3 separate regions of the Sus scrofa genome follow, and all the other regions are linked to region 2. A link is a contact called in public HiChIP or PLAC-seq data. All regions are on one chromosome and are shown on one strand. The core of a region is the stretch at or near the end of the contact, and the rest is flanking DNA. Distances in the headings are between cores, read along the strand shown. Region 1 has its middle 47 kb from the start of RPS6KA1. Region 2 holds the start of GPATCH3 (GPN-loop GTPase 2). Region 3 has its middle 20 kb from the start of RPS6KA1.

Region 1 (4,423 bases), core at 908-3,407, 270 kb after region 2:
TCCTGGTCTGTCGACCTGTGTTGGCGTTTAGGGAGGGAAACCCCCTCCCTGCATCAGTTCAGGACAGGGCTGCTCATAGTTAAGGATGTGCTGCCGGCAGGCCGTTCCCTGGCACCCCCAGGAGGTGTGCCCACAGCGCAAATCCAGCTCACCCCCTGTGACCGCTTCTTACAGCCTTTCTTAGGGAATGCCAGTCCTGCTGGTCTTGGCTCACCAGAGGGAACGTGGGCAAGCCACAGAGTGGGTTCTCCTTCATTGAGATAAAGCGGCCAGCTTTGCAGTCAGAAATTTGGGGTTGCACTCCCAGCAGTAGGCTTCCTTCCAATCTCAGAAGTCTGTGTCTTCGGCTAAATCACTTCTCCTCTCTGAAGTGCAATTTTCCAGAGGGGCAAGGAGCCCTGTCTTTGCACCTCCAGGGCACGGAACATATGTGTTTCCTGCTGCCCAGGGTGGGCACAGGAAGGCTGTTTTACATACTTGTTGAAGAAATCTAGGAGTTCCTGGTGCAGTACGTTATGGATCCAGTGTTGCTGCAGCTGTGGCATAGGTGGCAGTTGCACCTTGGATTTGATCCCTGGCCTGGGAACGTCCATGTACCACGGGTGCGGCCAAAAAAGAAAAAAAAGAGTCTAGTTTCCTGCTCCCCTGGACACAATGGTTCTTAATATTTTAGGGTTGTCAGCAGACCCCTCTGAGAATCTGATGAAAACCCTGGACATTCTCCTCCCAGAAAATTACATTTATACACCATTTTACATGTAATTTCCACATCCCTGGCAAGCCCATGAACCCAGGTTAAAATCCCGGGTTCTGGGTCTCCTTCAGCTCTGAAGTTTCTGTTAAGCATTCCTGCAACACAGCTACCATTTGTCTCTGCCAGAGCCTTTATTTCTTTTCTTTTCCTTTTTTTTTTTTTGTCTTTTTTGCTATTTCTAGGGCCACTCCCGCAGCATATGGAGGTTCCCAGGCTAGGGGTTGAATCAGAGCTGTAGCCACTGGCCTATGCCAGAGCCACAGCAACTCGGGATCCCAGCTGCGTCTGCAACCTACACCACAGTTCACGGCAACACTGGATCCTTAACCCACTAATCGAGGCGAGGGATCGAACCTGCAACCTCATGGTTCCTAGTCGGATTCGTTAACCACTGAGCCACAACGGGAAAGCCTCTTCTTTTTTTTTTTTTTTTTTTTTTTTGACAACACCTACGGCATGCAAAAATTCCCAGGCCAGGGATCAGAACCTGCTCCACAGCAGAGTCACAGCAGGGACAATGGCAGATTCTTAACCACCAAGGAACTCCTAGTGCCTTTACTTTTATAACCATCTGAGGATCGTTTGTAGATGAGGAAACTGTAGTTCAGTGAGGCCAAGTGACTTGACCAAGATCACACAGGTAAGAAGATTCTGTAATGGGTGAGTGACTCTAGGCCCGTCCCAGGTGCAGGCCTCAGGCCAGCTCAAGCATGCGTCATCTGCTCCTCGAGTTCTCAGTTCAGCCCACAGCCCGAGGGGTGGGTGTGGAGCGGAAGAAGGGAAGAGAAACAGAGGAAATTACTTATAAAAAGAAGTTTCAGATTGAGTCATAAACAGGAGTTCTAACTCAGAGAGAAGCTCTGGGGTAGGAGAGGAAAAGAGAGAGAAGGTCCTTATGAGACAGCTCCTTCTCTCCCCATGGGAAAAAGATGCTCAGATGAATTGACCTGTATCCCTGCTCTGAACTTGGTTCTCTCTGCCTGAAATAGGGAGGGGAAAAGAGAGAGAGGGAGGGGGAGAACGGAGAAGTTGGAGGCTGTGCTCTGGGAGGAGGGAGTGGGTAGCAGCCAACACGTGGTAAGCATGTCCTATGTGTCAGGCCTGTGCCATGAGCTTCTGAAGCAGTACTTAGTTTAGTCTTCACCAAAGAGTAGATGCTATCACTAATTCCCATTTTAAAGATGGGGAAATCAAGGCAGAAAGGTTAAATGACTTGCGCGAGGTCACCCTTGGATTCTGGGTTAGAATCCAAGCAAAGTTGGATTCTAACCCAGAAATGCTTATATTTCAAGAAAAAAAAGAACAAAAAACAAAAAAACCAGGACAGCCCTGACCCAAGAGTCTGCGCTTAACCACAGCTGTAGATGGCTTCCTAGTTGCCGTTTGCTAGTAGGTTGCCGTTTGCTTGTAACCAGTGGCTCTGTAGACACACCCTCTCTCTTAACGCTCACAACAGCCCTGTTTGGCAGGTGGGGAAACCTCAGAGCAGTGAAATGATTTCCCCAAGAACAGGTCAATGTTGGGGCAGAGGTGTGATTGCAGGTCTGTTTGACTTCAAGTCCAGCAGGGCTCTGTTCCCACCACCCCTCCTGCCTTCAAGGATAAGTAGGCCAGGAGGAGGGGGGACCCACTGCACAGTCCTGGGGACGGGGATGGCCTGAGACACCCTCCTGCTCACCTTCACGTCTTTCTTGACAGCACAGTCTTAGTGTGGACACTTTGCCTGGGTTTGCTGCTGCCTTCACGGGGGGTGGGGCTGGGGGTGGGAGTGTCATTTAGTTTCCCTCTTGCTACTGCTGAGTCATCTCTCCCTCGAGTCCTTGGAGTTAGTGGGAACCCCCCCCCTCCCCGAGAAATGGAAGCTACTCAGAAGACCTCAGTTCAAAGTGGAGGAACTTTCCGGCCGCGTGGGGAACTGCCCTGTGATGTGGTGGGGTCACCGCAGTCGCTGGTGGTTTTAAACAGAACCTGGATAATCCTCTGTGGGAGATTCCTGTTGTGGGTGGAGACTGGGTCTGGGCCTTCAGAGCCCTTTTGACTGTGAGATTTTGTGAGTCACTGTGGGATGAAATTTAGCCCATGCAGAAAGGTGGCATGGTATCAGCTTTGGGACCAAACAGACCTGGGCTGGAAACCTTGCTGGGGGCCTGGGGGCAAGTTTCCTTTCTTAGCTTCAGTTTCCTTGTTCTGAGATGGAAATGAGCAAATCGCCTTATGAGATCGCTGTGAGTATTAGGGGTGACGTTTATTGTGCTCAGTATAAAGCAAGAACTCAATAAATCATGCCTGCTGTCATAGCCACTAAATGAAAGGCCAAATCAAGGATTAAATCCATGTGTTAACCAAAGTACCAATGTTTGGATGCTTCACATTTGTGGGAAACCAGCCTTTCCTCTGAGGGTGCCTTTTCAGAAATAATCATGAAAAACACAAAACGTGAAGTGGGTAAAATGCAAGAAAAATTGAGAACTGGAGACTCAGAGGGGGTGTGTAAAATCATCTAAACAGTCTCCTATGGGGATCAGGCATCTCCTCTAAGATCTTGTCAAGTCTCATTAGTTCTCTGCACACGCAGGTCAGGCGATGGGGAACTCACTACCTTCTGAGACTCCATAGGAAACTCCCCAAATTCCCCAACTTGTTCTCTGCTGTTTGCCAGCCGGGAAATATAACTTTCTAACAACTACATCCCTTGATTGAAACCAGCCCCCAATATTATAGGACCCTTTCTGACCACATGGCTGGCTGAGGGGAAGAGGGGCAACCAGACAGGCCTAAGGAGCATGGAAGGAGATCTTGGGCATCCTGGAAGCAGAGAGCTGTTAAGAGTGAGTTTCAGAACCACCCAGACTTCGCCTTGAGTTCTGTTCTGCCACAGAGCTGTGTCCTTGGGCAAATCTTTTTTTTTAAATTATTTTATTTATTTATTTATTCAATCACATCTGTAGTTGTATAATGATCGTAACAATCTGATTTCACAGGATTTCCATCCCACAGCTTTGGGCAAATCTTTTAACTCCTAGCTTCAACTTTCTTACGTGTGAGAGAGTTCCCTGATGGCCTAGGGGGTTGAGGCTGTTGTGTTCTCACTGATGTGGCTCTGGTTGCCTCTGTATGGCATAGGTTGGATCCCTGGCCCAAGAACTTCCACATACTGCCTGAGTTGCAAAAGGGATAAAACACACACACACACACACACACACACACACACACACACACACACACACACCCCAAGAGAGAACCTGAAATAAACGTTGCAACTCTCATTAAAAAAAAAAAATTCTCAAGTGTGAAATGGAATTAATTATACCTCCTTCACATGAGGATCAAATGAAACAAAACCTGGAAAACACCTGGCATCCAGCGCCTCCACATAGTGAGACTTGGTTTAATAGACTGGAGCTGGCATTTCCCGGGAGGGGGCACCCTCAGGGTGGGGGGCTCAGGATTGTTAAGTGTTAAAGGAAAAGGTGACTCTGGAACTTGGGGACATGTGGACCAACAGTGTGTTTCCCCAAGCCGGGTTATTTCTCTTAGTGGGTTACCCAGGGAGTCAGCACTCAGAGAGGGAAGCTCCTGGCTGAGATGCTGGAGATTGGGAACGGTTTCTGGAGTCCACTGAGTTCTTGGGGGGGCCATCCTGAACTTGTGAAAGTGAGAAAAAGATGA
Region 2 (4,289 bases), core at 1,684-4,183:
AAAGTGGCGTACAATCTATATGTCCATCAGTAGATTTTTCTTTTTGTTTTTTTTTAGGGCCACACTCACGGCATATGGAAGTTCACAGGCTTGGGGTCAAATCAGAGCTGTAGCCGATGGCCTACACCACAGCCATAGCAATACCAGATCTGAGCCATATCTGCAACCTACACCACAGCTCACAGCAGCACCAGATCCTTAACCCACTGAGCAAGGCCAGGGAGCGAACCTGAGTCCTCATGGATGCTAGTCAAATTCGTTTCCACTGAGCCATGATGGGAACCCCCCATCAGCAGATCTTAAAACCATATATAATGTTGTCCTTATTCACAATTACCCAGATGCTAGTTAAAATTTTTTAATTTTTTTTCATTTTTGGCCACCAGGGCATATGGAGTTCCCTGGCCAGTTCCCTGATCAGATGTGAGCTGCAGTCATGACCTAAGCCACAGCTGTGGCAACGCCAGATTCTTAACCCACTGTGCTGGGCCAGGGAGTGAACCTTCATCCCAGTGCTCCTGAGACACTGCCCATCCTTTTGTGCCACTGCAAGAACACCCATTTTTTTACTTCTTGAGTAGGTGTATATGTGATCACCACGATGTGACCACTGCCTTTATTGCTTTTTGAAATATTATTTTCCCTTTTAAAATTTTTATTCTATTTATTTATTTATTTTTGTCTTTTTGCCTTTTCTAGGGCCACTCCCATGGCATATAGAGATTCCCAGGCTAGATTCTCTACACCAGAGCCACAGCAACGAGGGATCCGAGCCGCGTCTGCAACTTACACCACCCTCACAGCAACGCCAGATCCTTAGCCCACTGAGCAAGGCCAGGGATCGAACCTGCAATCTCATGGTTCCTAGTCAGATTCGTTAACCACTGTGCCACGACAGGAACTCCTTCCCTTTTAAGATTTTTAATTAAATATTCAGTAAAACAAAACATTTATAAAATACATGTAAAGTAATAAAGAATAACAATACAATGAACCCCCATCATTGTTCCATAGATCATTATCACCATCAACTTCTGAAGTCTCTCTCTCTTTTTTTTTTTCTCTTTATGGTGGCACCTGCAGCACACGGAAGTTCCCAGTCTAGGGTCTGAATTGGCGCTGCAGCTGACAGCCTATGCCTCAGCCACGCAATCTGCCAGATTTGAGCCACATCTGTGATGACCTAGGCCGAAGCTTGTGGCAAATGCCGGATCCTTAACCCCCTGAGTGAGGCCAGGGATCAAACCCACATCCTCTGGGTACTCATCAGGTTCTTAACCTACTGAGCCACAAGGGGAACTCCTGAAGTCTCTTTCTAAATCTATCACCTCCACACAAAGGTCATAATTACCCTAAATTTGGGGGTAATCATTACTTTTATGATGCTAAAGTATACTTACTTGTGTATCCTCGAAAAATGTTTTTTGATCTGTATTTTTTGAGCTTTATATAAAGTGGAATACTCTGTGTTTTCTGACTGGCTTATCTTCAGTCAACATCATATACCTGAACTGAGTAGTCCTGAATGCCAGGTTTTGCTCTCAAACCCTGCAGCTATAAATATTCATATATATGCCAAATAAAGAACAAATCTGGGAGTTCCCATTGTGGCTCAGTGGTTAGCAAATCCGACTAGGAACCATGAGGTTGTGGGTTTGATCCCTGGCCTTGCTCAGTGGGTTAAGGGTCCAGCGTTGCCGTGAGCTGTAGTGTAGGTCGCAGACACAGCTCGGATCTGGCATAGGCCAGCAGCTGCGGCTCCAATTAGACCCCTAGCCCGGGAACCTCTGTATGTTGAGGGTGCTGCCCTAAAGAGACAAAAAAAAAAAAAAAAAAAAGAACAAATCTGTACTTAACAAGGAGAGACGTTTTTTGAAATTATTATTACAAGGGAGGAAAGGAAATATTGCAATAGGGAGAGGGAAGGTATTGAAAAGGGTTTTTTTTTTGTTTCTTTGCAGTAAATTATGTTCTGGAACACAAACGGGTGGGAGGGGTTTCTTAACTTTTGCTGCTTTCTAGGATCACAAGGCTTGAGCAAGACTCAGTATTGTCAGTATATCTCCTGATATGCAAGAATTTCTTCAAAGTATGTAAATAGAAGTGGAATTGCTGGGTCAAAAGGTATGTAGTTTCACTTTTACAGGGTAATGTCAAAGTGTTTTCCAAAGTGGTGGTACCGGTTTACACTTCCAACAGCATATGGAGGCTCCAGTTGCTTTACATCATCAGGATTTAAAAAAGGATTTGAGGGAGTTCCCGCTGTCCTCGGAGTGCTGGGACGCAGGTTCGAGCCCCTGCCACCACAGTGGGTTAAGGATCCAGGTTGCCACTAATGAAGCTTAGGTTGCAACTACGGCTGTGATACGATCCCTGGCCAGGGCACTCCATATGCTGCAGAGGGACCAAAAATTATTAAAAAAAAAAGGATTTGAGGATTTAAAAATGTTTACCAATCTGGTGGCTGAGAAGTGGGTCTCGTTACATTTCCCGAAGGATTGAGACTGTGCATCTTCCATTGTTAATGGGATGTGTTTCTCTTCTGTGAAGGTGTCTTCGGCCCACTTTTCAACTGGGTAATTTTTTCCTTACTGATTGTTGGGAGTTCATCAATACAGTCTGGAAGAAAAATGTTTTAACGACTGAAAGGCTCTAAAGTGATAAAGAACTGAGATTGGGTTTGGGGGATCCCTAGCAGCTAAAAACCCTAAACACTGTCCCTCCCTCAGGCTTCTAATTTGATCATTAGAGCCTTATGAAAGAGCGTTGTAACCTCCTTTCTCGGGTGAGTTTTATCCATCATCCCCGGCTTGTCTGTGGAAAGCGTCCAGTACTTTCCCAACCTTAGTCCCACACTCACCACCCCCGCGGACTAATCACAGGTTACGCAGCATTGCGACGCCTCAGCGCAGCTCGCGATGCTCTCGCGAGAATTGGTTCCAGCCGATCATGTGACATCTAAGATGGCAGTGTCCAGCGAGGCGGAAGAAGAGGCAGCAGTTTATCTGATAGTGAGTGGTATCCCTTCGGCGTTGCGTTCAGCCCAGCTACGGAATTACTTTAGCCAGTTCCGGGAAGAACGCGGCTGTGGCTTCATTTGTTTCCACTACCGGCATCGGCCGGAGAGGGCCCCTTCCCGGGCTCCTCCGGATTCTGCCCTAACTCCTCTCGGCCAGGGTCTCGCCCAGACTTCAGTCAAAGATGCCCGTGCTCTCTCCACTCAGGACTCTGCTCCCGCCCAGCCCCACACCTGCTGCTGCGTGGTCTCCATACGGGGGGAAGCTCAAGCCCAGAGGTTTCTCCGCATGTACTCCGGCCGCCGGTGGCTGGATTCTCAGGGGACTTGGTTACCTGGTTGTTGTGTCATCCGCAGACTTCGACTACCTACTGAGACATCAGGTACGGATGGGACAGATAATAGATTGGGCTTGCAGGCACTGGGACAGAGGCTTGAGTGATGAGAATAAGTCAAGTCTCTCGTTAGGGCTCTTCAGGAGTTTAGATCATTTCTAGACAAAGCTTCAGGCTCAACTTCACGTTAGTAAAACTTGGGGGTGGGGGAGACGGAAAGAGTCTTATTCTGATGATCTTTTCCAATTTATTAAGTCCTTTCTGAGACCCTTTTGATCTTGCACTGATACAGAAGGAGGAAAAGGAAATCGGATATTGTTCTTGTAGCACTCTGTTGCTCCCCACCAGTCTTCTCTTGGCAAAATGCGCATGAAGAGACAAACGCTTTTCTCTGGATAGCTCTCACTTTCATGGGAAATCAGTTTGATAGGGAAACAGAAAACAGTGCAGAATCCTCTCATTCATTCATTCAACAAATCTAGCCAATACTACTAGACCTACTGTGACTCTAGTTGGTATGAAGAGAAGAGTTGGTAATAATTTGTGCTTAGAATCCAGAGAGAAAGATAGATTTGTAAAAATGGTAGTTGTCAAAGAGATGCCGTCCTGTTAACTATTCCCGTGCATGTACTAGGCACTGTTCTAAGCCTTGCATTTTCTTTCTTCCCTTTTTTTTTTTTTTTTTGCTTTTTAGGGCTGCACCCACGACATATGGAGGCTTCCAGGCTAGGGGTCTAATCGGAGCTACAGCTGCCGGCCACAGCCACAACAATGCCAGATCTGAGCCGCATCTGTGCCTACACCAGATCCTTAACCCACTAAGCAAAGTCACAGATTGAACCCACAACCTCATGGTTCCTAGTCGGATTCATTTCCACTGCGCCACAATGAGAACTCCTAGGCCTTGCATTTTCTAATTGACTCCTTACAACAATCCT
Region 3 (4,413 bases), core at 1,266-3,765, 330 kb after region 2:
GGGAAAATATATTGAAAGGAAATACACCTGAATGTTAACAGTAAGATGCCAGCAAAGCCTTAGAATCAGATAAGGTTGGGCCCAGGTCCTGCCTGTGCCACTTTCTACCTGTGTGACCTTGGGCAAGCCTCACTGGAGGTATTTCTCCAAACCTCAGATGGCTGTTCTGTGAAAGACCTAGCATGGTATCTGGCATATAGAAAGCATTCCATAAATTATAGCTTACTAAATAAAGGAGTTATCCGTAACTGGTAGGAATACGGTGAAGTTTATTCTGTCTTTATCCATTTTTTTTGCCCCTATCTCTCTATCTCGTCTTTTTAGGGCCACACCCATGGCATATGGTGATTCACAGGCGAGGGGTCAAATCGGAGCTGTAACTGCCTGCCTACACCACAGCCACAGCAACATGGGATCCGAGCCACATATGCGACCTACACCACAGCTCACAGGAATGCCAGATCATTAACCCACTGAGCAAGGCCAGGGATTGATGCTGCATCCTCACGGATGCTAGTCAGATTCGTTTCTGGTGAGCCACGACGGGAACTCCTATCAATATTTTATTTAAAAATTTTTTACAATAAGCACCTATTTGTAATTTAAAATAAAAACAACATAAAGATCGTTATAAACATAAGCGTAAAATTAAATGTTCATCAGTAAAATACTAAATGGATTATGTGGTACCCATGTTCTGGAATATCATGGACTCTTTAAAAATGAGGAATCCAAAAAAATGTCCACAGTATATAGCAAGTTGCAAGACAGTATGTGTAGTGTGACCCATATATATACATACACACATATATGTATATATTCTTATATATGTAAGTGTTACAAATAAATGAGAAAAACCACAGCTATCTCAATGGTGAAGGTGAATGTTTTTCAACTTTCAAATCTCTCTCTCTCTCTCTCTATATATATATATATATATACTTTTTTTTTTTTTGTCTTTTTAGGGCCACACCCGCAAATATGGAAGTTCCCAGGCTATGGGTCCACCACATCCTTGAACTCTACCACAGTCAGTGGCAACGCCAGATCCTTAACACACTGAGCAAGGCCAGGGATCGAACCCCTTCCTCATGGATAGTCACGTTCCTTAACCACTGAGCCACGACGAGAACTCCAAATCCATAATTTTGTAAGTTTTACATTTAAAAAAAATAAGACACATGAGGCGTTCCCATGTTGCTTCAGCTGATGAAGTACCCAGCGTTGTCACTGCAAAGGCTTGTGTTGCTGCTGTGGTGGAGGTTCAATCCCTGGCCAGGGAACTTCCACATGTCGTAGGTGTGACCCCCCCCCCAAAAAGAACATAAATGAGATAGATGAATTACTTTCACATAAAGAAAAACAACACTGAATGGACCCCGCGTTGCTGTGGCTGTGCTGTAGGCCGGCAGCTACAACTCCGATTTGACCCCCTAGCCTGGGAACCTCCATATGCCACAGTTGGGGCCGAGAAGAAAGGAAAGAAAGGAAAGAAAGGAAAGGAAAGGAAAGGAAAGGAAAGGAAAGGAAAGGAAGGAAGGAAGGAAGGAAGAAAGGAAGAAAGGAAGAAAGGAAGAAAGGAAGGAAGGAAGGAAGGAAGAAAGGAAGAAAGGAAGAAAGGAAGAAAGGAAGGAAGAAAGAAAGAAAGGAAGAAAGAAAGAAAGAAAGGAAGAAAGAAAGGAAGAAAGAAAGGAAGAAAGGAAGGAAGAAAGGAAGAAAGAAAGGAAGAAAGGAAGGAAGAAAGGAAGGAAGAAAGGAAGAAAGAAAGGAAAGAAAGGAAGGAAGAAAGGAAGAAAGGAAGGAAGAAAGAAAGGAAGGAAGAAAGGAAGAAAGGCAGAAAGGAAGGAAGAAAGGAAGAAAGAAAGGAAGAAAGAAAGGAAGAAAGGAAGAAAGAAAGGAAAGAAAGAAAGAAAGAAAGAAAGAAAGAAAGAAAGAAAGAAAGAAAGAAAGAAAAGAAAAACACTGAAGAGGAAAGAAAGAAAAGAAAAACACTGAAGAGGGGAAAAGCGGTGGCGAGGGTGGGGTGGGGTGGTTCCCATTTGTTTCCCGGGCCCACGGCATAACAGCATCAGAAAGCAAAGGACTCTGATTCTGTGAACCTCAGTCCTATGTTAAACCGTTTGAGCTCCTACCAACTACTCCGGTGGGCAGGAAGGGCTAACTGGGCACCCTGTCTTCAGCGGTTTGGGCTGCCCTCCTGTGCCTAGGTACTCTTTTGCAGACTACAACGGAAAGGAGGCAGTTCAAATTGCTCCTCTTTTCTATGCATGGGGACACTTCCAATACCTCTGCAAGTAGAGTAAGGTTTGCAGGAGCCAAGTAAGGGGCAGGGGGTAAAAGGCCCTCGGGCCTGGAGCTCTTTCTAGATGTTTGTGGCCTGAGGCCCCCAAACCACCTCTCTCCCCCAGTCTTGTTAAAACTGAAGATGAGGGCGGGCTCTGCAGGCACTGCAGGGCTTTGCTGAGGTTCTCCGGGTGGGGCCGCCCCGCAGCGAGTGGAGGGAGCTGCTGAGCCCCCAACCACTTGGGGGACAAGTGAGCAGTTCCTGGAAGGTGGGGGAAACGAGTGCCATGGCTATCTCTATAACAACCGGCTGGGGGCCCCCCATCAGCCGTCTCTATAAAAACCATCGCCTACAGATCTAGCCCCCAGATTGAGTCCCAAGATTTCCTGGCCAGTTCCAAGAACCCAGCCCAGAAAGTGGGCGGGGTTCCTGCCGCCTCCTCCTCCCCTCCCCCCTTGGGCCCTTCTCGCTTTTAGGCCCCAAATCCCCGCCCAACTCCAGGACCAGCCCATTCATCTCCCAACACTAGTTGGCCCCGCGCTCGCTCAAACCACCGCCGGTGCGCCCCCAAACTCCTTGTTCTGAGCCTCCCCCACCCCGCCCCATTTCCGCATAGTTCGTGCTCCCGGCACCCCGCGCGCGCCTCGGGTACCTCCTTGGCCCGCGGGAACCGAAGCCCGGAGACTCCGCCCGTCCTAGGCCCCGCCCTAAAGCCCCACCCTGGCACGTGCCCGCGCGGGACCGATAGCCTCTCAGAGCTCCCAAGGTGACCCCTTGGAAGTCAGTCCCTGGCCTTACTATCAACCCCTGGGATCTGCCTTTGAAGGATTGGGAGGGGGGGTTCGCGGCGTTCTGAGAAGTTCAGAAGCGATGCAGGCCCGGAAGCGGAAGCAGAGGGTTGGAGAAGGCCGGACGTCGGGGCAGCGAGGACCACAGAGATCGAGCCCACGCCCACCTCCTTCCCTCCCGGCGGGCACTCTTGGGAGTGGGACTAGACGCTCGGTCTGGGTCGGGAGGGCTCGGAGCCTGAATCTGAGCAAGGGCTGTCCCAGTACCCGCCAGGTGTGCTGCGCGGGACATGCGGCGGGGCGGGGTGGTCCCGGGAGCAATTGGGGGGCGGAGGACTAGTCAAGTGAGCTGTAAGTCCCCGGCCTAGGATCGGGAATCGAGGGTCCAGCCAGAGGGACTGTGGTGAAATTAGGTCCAATGGCTCTCTCTGCCTGAATGCCGTGACTAGTCCTGGCAAGAGTGTGGTGTTGGGGCTCTGCCTCCGTAGCACCTCCTAGGTAGGGCGCGGAGCTTGGCTCTAAACTGCCACCGTGTGGCCGCAAGGAGCAGCGCCTGTCTGGCACCTGGAGACTCCACAGGGCTGGGGCGTGGGACCAGGTCCTGGCAGCTATCTATCCCTCGGGGATACCGGCTTTAGAGGCTCTCTTCCTCCCAAGTTAGGTTCCAGGAATGGGATTGAGGTTGCCGTGGTGGCGTTGGAGTGGTCACCAGGCCTTCATCCAGTCGCTGTCAATCCTGCTCAGCTGTCTGGGACTCTTGTGGACACCCAGCATCCGCCAGCATCCTGCTTACTGAATACAAGTTGTGGATGAAAATGATCCCTCTCAAAGGCAGCAAGTCCTCCAACAATCAACCAGCTTTTCCTAAGCATCTACTATGTGAGAGATTAATAAAGATGAATAATTAAGTAGGGAAAGCCCTCTCATGTTCATAGTTCTCCATTCTCATGAAAATAACGTAACTTTTGGAGTTCCCTTGTGGTGCAGTGGGTTAAGTATCTGGCGTTGTCACTGCAGCAGCCTGTGTCGCTGCTGTGTTGTGGGTTCCATCCCTGGCCTGGGAACTTGCAGTTCACTAAGGGTAAAGCACTATCACTCCTATCCAGCAGATGAGGAAATTTAGTTTCAGTGGGTTAAGTAACTTTCCCAAAATCACACAGCTCTAAGGATGGAATTGATAAGACTTAGCTTTTTTTTTTTTTTTTTTTTTAGTAGACTATTTATTTATTTATTTTTTTAGGACCACACCTGTGGCATATGGAATTTCCCAGGCTAGGGGTGGAATCTAAGCTGCAGCTGCCAGCCTATTGCCACAGCAACACCAGATGCGAGCCACATCTA

Evidence for each region. HiChIP or PLAC-seq counts read pairs in DNA pulled down with a chosen protein or histone mark.
Region 1: an H3K27ac HiChIP or PLAC-seq map of alveolar macrophages shows a contact between it and region 2, with 6 times the contacts expected there. The contact joins the enhancer-like site here to the promoter of GPATCH3 in region 2. A contact is called at or near these places in 3 of 5 promoter capture datasets (fetal liver, fetal skeletal muscle and liver), 11 of 47 Hi-C or Micro-C datasets (adipocytes, adipose tissue, blood and 5 more) and 1 of 2 datasets of contacts at active chromatin or transcription factors (alveolar macrophages).
Region 3: a contact with region 2 is called in an H3K27ac HiChIP or PLAC-seq map of alveolar macrophages. The contact joins the enhancer-like site here to the promoter of GPATCH3 in region 2. A contact is called at or near these places in 1 of 5 promoter capture datasets (fetal liver), 6 of 47 Hi-C or Micro-C datasets (alveolar macrophages, embryonic fibroblasts, mesenteric adipose tissue and 2 more) and 2 of 2 datasets of contacts at active chromatin or transcription factors (alveolar macrophages and skeletal muscle).

What each region holds. Positions count from the first base shown.
Region 1 is chr6:83,950,230-83,954,652 of Sscrofa11.1, reverse strand. No RefSeq gene overlaps it. Among named protein-coding and RNA genes, the nearest start is that of RPS6KA1, 47 kb to the right of the region's middle. Within about 2 kb of position 2,157, at least 25 of the 83 cell types and tissues checked have an H3K27ac peak or open chromatin away from gene starts, as enhancers often do. A contact at or near this core is called in alveolar macrophages, liver and retroperitoneal adipose tissue, where this site is marked.
Region 2 is chr6:84,217,354-84,221,642 of Sscrofa11.1, reverse strand. GPATCH3 (GPN-loop GTPase 2) reads left to right here and starts at 2,933. Exons shown (of 11, transcript XM_003127719.5): 1 at 2,933-3,399. The coding sequence starts at 2,964.
Region 3 is chr6:83,883,028-83,887,440 of Sscrofa11.1, reverse strand. No RefSeq gene overlaps it. Among named protein-coding and RNA genes, the nearest start is that of RPS6KA1, 20 kb to the left of the region's middle. Within about 2 kb of position 2,515, at least 74 of the 83 cell types and tissues checked have an H3K27ac peak or open chromatin away from gene starts, as enhancers often do. A contact at or near this core is called in alveolar macrophages, embryonic fibroblasts, fetal liver and 4 more, where this site is marked.